Regions from separate parts of the Hordeum vulgare genome. Here region 1 is linked to region 2. A link is a contact called in public Hi-C data. All regions are on one chromosome and are shown on one strand. Each heading gives the region's core, a stretch centred on a gene start, on an enhancer-like site or on the middle of the called end of the contact. The rest is flanking DNA. Distances are from core to core; before and after follow the strand shown.

Region 1 (3,267 bases), core at 177-2,676, 350 kb after region 2:
TTGCAACTTGCAAAGCAGAACATGAAGAGGAAAAGTGCCATTCTGGATCTTTTTAAAAAACATGAAGAGAAAGTGAGGAAGATTGCTAGTGAACATCACACTGAAGATATTGAAAATGCGGGGTGTCCTAATTCCCCATCTCCTATCCATTCGGATACTGAAATCGAAGAGGCAACGCCAAGTCTTCCATCACCTCAACAACCAAGTGCACATGTCTTTTCAGGTGATCCAGCGAAAAGAACTCCTATTTCAGAGTATGATTTTAATGATCAAGATAGTGTTCGGAGAAGATATATTGCAAAGACAACATGTCGTCCATATGGACATGCTTTTGAAGTCAGGAAAATCTATGGTAAAAACCGACACTTTAGTTTTGTTTGGTTTGAAAAGTATAGTTGGCTAGAATATAGTGTCTCAAAGGAAGCGGCGTATTGCTTTGTGTCTGTTATGCTTGTTTGTACAAACAAACATGTTCTCTATGATTTGGTCTACATGCTTATCAAATTGGTATTGATCTTACCGGTCGCCATAGCGAGTGTTGAAAGAGTATTCTCGGCAATGAATCTAGTGAAAAATAAGTTGAGAAATAGTATGAGTGATGATCTCCTGAATGATTGCTTAGTGGCATTCATTGAACGAGATGTGTTCTTGAAAGTAAGCGAGGACGACATAGTTGAAGCTTTCATGGCAAAGGAACGTCGTAGAGTTACTTAGTGTAGTAGTTTGCTACATATTTGTATCCATGTAAGACTTTGTATTTGCAACGTTGCAAATGTGCTACATGTGGGAACTATAATGTTGTCTGACTTTTGAGCTATATGTATTATATTGTTGCCAACTTTTGTGTGACACTTGGATTAGGTAGGAAAAAATTTTAGGTATGCACACCCTCCATTTCATTCCTGACTCCGCCACTGATGCAGAGTATCATAGATTAACACTTTACACTCCTCTTAAAGAAAGAGTATTATACAGTGTTATCATGCATATGAAACTACTAGCATATGATATTAATTTCATAATACAGAATATCATAGATTTAACATTTTACACTCCTCTTAAGTGAAAAGAATCATACAGTATTACGTTTATTACCATGCATATGAAACTACTATCATATACTAGTATTATTTTTATAGTGCAGAATATCATAGATTAACATTTTACACCATTTTACTATATCATTCGCTCATCGCTTGCATTGTCTATTCCTCCTCCATCGCCACCATCCCTGCATGAATCAAAGCATTGCGCGCTGACGTCCGCACGAACTGAGGTATGAAAAGGGCAGTTGGTTCTGTTGCATGATTAATTTACATCATTGGTGAGGAAGGGTATGAAGGGGATGTTGGCGGTCAGGTCGTGTGGCACATTTTTCGCGGGAGAAAGATCTTCATTGAACGAGATTTTTTATTACTATTATTATTATTTTGAGAAACTGCCACACGAGATGAACGGCCGACTACTTACTGACACGGTCGCGCGCCACAACTTGTTACATGTAGCACGGGAATGCGCAGGGCCCAACTGTACATGGGCCCGAAAGATTAAAATAAATATTCTAGTCCGAACTGGACCGGATACCGCCGAAAGAAGCCAGGCCAGCCCAACTTCCCTTCCTCTCCGGCACCGCTCGTCCACTCCCTCACTCACTCACTCACCGGAACCGCCACGGCAATGCCGCCGCCGATGGGAATGCGGGCGCTGCTGCTGCTGCTGCTCCTGCCGCTCGCCTTCGCCGCCGCCGGCAATGCCAGCGCCGGCCCTAGAGAAGCAAGCCCGATCAAGAACGTGGTGGTGCTGGCGCTGGAGAACCGGTCGTTCGACCACATGCTGGGCTGGATGCGCCGCCTGCTCGGCCTCCCCATCGACGGCCTCACCGGCGCCGAGTGCAACGTCGGCCCCACCAACTCCACCCTCCCGCCCGTCTGCGTCTCCGCCGACGCCACCCTCGTCGTCCCCGACGACCCCGGCCACTCCTTCGAGGACGTGCTGGACCAGGTCTTCGGGTTCCGCCCCAACTCCACCGCCGCCGACCAGCCGGCTCCCCCGACCATGTCGGGCTTCGTGCGCTCCGCGCTCTCCGTCAACTCCCTGCTCTCCTCCGCCGTCATGCGGGGCTTCACCCCGTCCCTCCTCCCGGCCTTCTCCGCGCTCGCCGCCGACTTCGCCGTCTTCGACCGCTGGTTCTCCTCCCTGCCGGGCCCCACGCAGCCCAACCGCCTCTTCCTCTACTCCGCCACCTCCCACGGCGCCGTCGCCCACGACAAGTGGAACCTCCTCCGCGGCTACCCGCAGCGCACCATCTTCGACTCCCTCGCCGCCGACGGCCGCCGCTTCAACGTCTACTTCAAGACCATCCCCACCACCCTCTTCTACCGCAACCTCCGCACCGTGCGCGCCGCCGCACAGAGCTTCCACTTCTACGACTCCGCATTCAGGGACCACGCCCGGAGGGGGCGGCTGCCGGCGCTGTCCGTCATCGAGCCCAGGTACTTCGACCTCACCGGCACCCCCGCCGACGACGACCACCCGGCCCACGACGTCGCCAACGGCCAGAGGCTCGTCAAGGACGTCTACGAGACGCTGCGGGCCAGCCCGCAGTGGAACGACACCCTGCTCATCGTCACCTACGACGAGCACGGCGGCTTCTACGACCACGTCGCCACGCCCGTCGCCGGCGTGCCCAGCCCCGACGGCCTCAGGGGGCCAGTGCCATTCTTCTTCAAGTTCGACCGGCTCGGGGTCAGGGTGCCGACAATGATGGTGTCGCCGTGGATCAAGAAGGGGATGGTGGTGGGGCGGCCGCCGAACGGACCGACGGCCACATCCGAGTACGAGCACTCCTCCATCCCGGCGACCATCAAGAAGATCTTCAACCTCAGATCTGATTTCCTCACCAAAAGAGACGAATGGGCGGGCACATTTGAGCACATCTTCACCCAACTCGACCAACCAAGGACAGATTGCCCAGGTACTACAACACTAGTACTGAGAATCTATCACATGAACACAATGGGGAATTTTGCAGGATTATGGTCAGAGTTCACTTAATTTAGCAGAATTATAGTCACATTTCACTTAATTTAGCATAATTATAGTCGCATTGCACTTAATTTGGATCCTGTCTACTTAATTTAAAGGTTACACAGTATGAAATGAACAAACTCTGTTCTTGTTATCCTTACAGAGACTTTGCCAGAAGTGCCATTTGAGAGAACAACACCAGCGAAAGAACATGGAATTCTCTCAGATTTCCAGCGTGAG
Region 2 (3,336 bases), core at 29-2,528:
AAATGGTACCATACCAAATAATGTACTAGAGCATAATTAACAGGCTGGAGATCAATAGCCTACTTGATACTGTGCCAAATAATGCACTACAGAATAATCAACAGGCTGGATATCTATAATCTACTTGGTGGCAACAGTAAAACCAAGATTCCTCCGTTGACCAATTTATGCGGGGTAGAATACTAACACACCATGTGAAGCGGTTCTTGCAGCTTCATGATGCATTGGAATTGCATCAATTGGTGTTTCTAAGCGAATTGACATAAGAAAGAACCAAGAAACGCAAGGTCTAGATGTAAATAAATAGACATAAATGACTAGACTTCTTTCTTGGACAGCAAAGGGGATCGGATCAACGGAAGAAAGAGAGACGAATTCTTCCGCGTGATTCTTGGCACTGCAAGGAAAGACGGATTCTTTGAAGGAGAAAGCGAGGCCTTTCTGAGATCCCGGCACGCATGGTGGCAAATACGGAGTAGATTCAAGCGCGGGCGGGAGGAGTAGATCCGGGATTGGCGGGGCGGTGACGGTACCTTTGGATGCCGATTCCGACGAGCTCCTGGACGGCGGCGTCGAGGGAGTCGCGGTCGGCCTTGGGCGCGAGCAGCTTGACCTCCTGCACGACGTGGACGCCCCAGCCGGCCTTGAGATCCGGCGCGTAGAGGTGGCGCACGGCGGCGTCCATGGCGCCCCTGTCGTCGGCCCCGGCCGCGGCGTAGACGTCGGCGAACCGGCGCACGGCGCGGTGCCGGAGCTCGCGCGCCTCGGGCTTGGCGGCGGCGGCCCTCCGAGCGGCGGTGAAGAGGCAGTTGCCGTCGGACTCGACCTCCCCGCCGTGGTCGAGGCGGAAGACGACGGGCGGGGCCTCCGGGCCGTCGGCCCCCTGGCGGGGCGGCTTCCAGGCGACGCCGCGGTCCCAGATCCGGAGCAGGCGGCGGCGCTGCTGGTCGTCGAGCGCCCAGACGGCGGACCAGCCGGCCGGGGCGGGGGCGGGGTCCGGGGCGGTCCAGGTGAGGAGCTGCGGCGGCGAGGGCGGGGCGGGGGAGGGCGGGAGGGCCTCGGCGACGGCGACGGCGCCGCCGCCGGAGGAGGAGTCGCAGAGGAGCTTGCCCATCCTGGCTGGCAGCTAGGGTTCGGTCGCTGGCGCCTGCCTCGGGCTTGTCGTCTGTCTCCGCCCCCGCTTTCCCTTTCTTTTTCTTTTCTTTTCCGGCGTTTTTCTGGTAGCCGTTGAAGGGGGAGGGAGGTGGGTAGGTGGGGGTGGGGGTGGGGGTGGAGTCGTGGCGGGCGGAGGGAGGAAAGAGACGAGTGGTTTATAGCAGTGCACTGCGGCCGATGTTACCGTTGGTTGCCGCTGGCTGGCTGGCGTTGGCGGGCTGTTGCCATGGAAAGTCTTCGTTTCTTTCCTATAGTGAAAAGAATGGGATGGAGGGACTTAATTCCATTCCATGTTTATGAGCCGTGGCCAAGATTTATGAAGAACAAAGAATGTTAGGTTCTTTTTCTGGATAGATCAACAAAGGTTTATGAGGAACCAAAAATGTAAGGTTCTTTCTCTGAATAGATCCAGAATAACTTAATAAACATCTCTTCATTTTCATTTTCTAGGCTTGATGGAATTGGGCCGTTCGGCGAGTCCAAGCTAAGTGTTTCGATGTCGTCATCTATCATCGTTGGACAATTTTTTCTTGTCGTGATCCCACCCGTAGAAGTAACTCAACCAATGCATGTATTCATTACTCGCTATGGTAGTAGAAATGGACGGCTCTAAGAGCCTTAGCGTGTTTTGGTGCCGTTGCTCTTGGCTATGAGTCAATGAATGCCTTTTCGCTGGCATGACCCCACATGTGGATCGTTGTGTCGCATGTCGCCTTCACATATTCCTTTTTTTATCTTTCTCATGTTCTTTGCCTCGAAAGCATCTCTGGAAGTAGGTGACTCCTGCCCCTAACCTAAGAAGGAGATGGCAAGGAGGAAACATTGAGTCCATGGCAGTTGCAGGTGTGCCCTATTTTACTTAGGTTTTTTTCACTGTTCTGACCCACGGGTCGTAAATTAATCACGGAACGAACTCGTTCGGAAACATTTTCACGTCTTGACCCTTTTGAAACGCCATAAACCGTGGCGTTGCAGATCTTCATGGAAACGCCACTCTACTGTGGCGTTGCTGGCCATGTGCGAAACACCTGTCTACTGTGGCGTTGCTGGCCGTGGGAAACGCCAGCCCCTGTGGCGTTGCCGGCCTTAGGTGCAACGCCAGGCACCCTGTCGTTTCTTGGCTTTATAATCTGCCGGCCCGACCCCGTCGGCCACCAACCCCCCTTTCTCCTCTTGTCTCGTTCGTTCTTTGACGAAAAAAGAGACTCTCCTCCTCCAGATCCCCCTCTTCGATCTCCCTCCTCCCTCAACCATTTTATTGGTTCTTTAGGGCAAATCGAAGAGGCCGGTAAGCTCCTCCAATCCCTCCAATTAGTTTTTGCAATGACTTTGTATTTGTGTAGCTTTTTTTTGCACTAGGTGTAACGTATGTTTTGAAGTAAAATATATTTTGTGATGGTTAATAGGTGTACTTCATATTATTGGCAATAGGCAATTGGATGGAGCATGTATGAGGAGCAAGCCGACGTCCACTCTTGGGGGTTTTGTTTGGGACCTACAGGTTTGGATGTGGGAGCGTATGCCTGTTGGTCGTAACCTCAACCTTCCTCCGGAAGAACCTTGGATGTACCCGTTTGACGGAGATGAGGAGCGGTACCCCACTATCGCACACACATGGGCTAATGTCCAATGGACGAGTATCGCAGCTATGTGGCGGTATAAGGCATACATAAGCGAGCTAGACATGTGACTTATGAACAGGTAAATGCTTTCGCAAATTGTCTGGAAATTTTTCATGGATGGTCGAGTGACTTGTCGTTATGTAGGTGAATTGGAGGCCGTACACGGTACTTAGGCAGTTCCCTCTGAGCAACATGTGCCTTCGTGACCAACATCTTTGGCGTGTGCGGTTCCCCATGATATGCTTCTTTGCGGTGGAGTGGCATCTTCCTCATCGTGTTTCAAAGCAGTTCGGGGTACAACAACGCACCCCGCCGAATTACGTCGAGACAAGTGTGCAGCTACATAAGTGAGTATTTTGTATCACGTGTTTATCCCGTTGATCAATGTCTAACACGAAAAAATAGAACTGATGTAGTATTGAACTATTGCTTTGTAGGACAAACCGACAAACCAATAAGAGTGTCATCAATTGGGAGGAGCACCACATGATTTGGGTGGACATGTGGAATGCTCAGAGAAATGCTCGAGTTGAAAATGATCAAACACCCAACACTGACG

What was found. Hi-C and Micro-C count contacts between places; a contact is called where the count stands out from the background.
Region 1: a contact with region 2 is called in a Hi-C map of leaf, with 2.8 times the contacts expected there. The contact joins the promoter of LOC123439396 here to the promoter of LOC123442743 in region 2. A contact is called at or near these places in 2 of 6 Hi-C or Micro-C datasets (leaf and seedling).

The regions. Positions count from the first base shown.
Region 1 is chr3H:28,366,097-28,369,363 of MorexV3_pseudomolecules_assembly, forward strand. It overlaps LOC123439396 (non-specific phospholipase C6-like), which reads left to right and starts at 1,427. Exons shown (of 3, transcript XM_045116113.1): 1 at 1,427-2,974; 2 at 3,191-3,267. The coding sequence starts at 1,678.
Region 2 is chr3H:28,020,000-28,023,335 of MorexV3_pseudomolecules_assembly, forward strand. LOC123442743 reads right to left here and starts at 1,279. Exons shown (of 4, transcript XM_045118873.1): 1 at 534-1,279. The coding sequence starts at 1,114.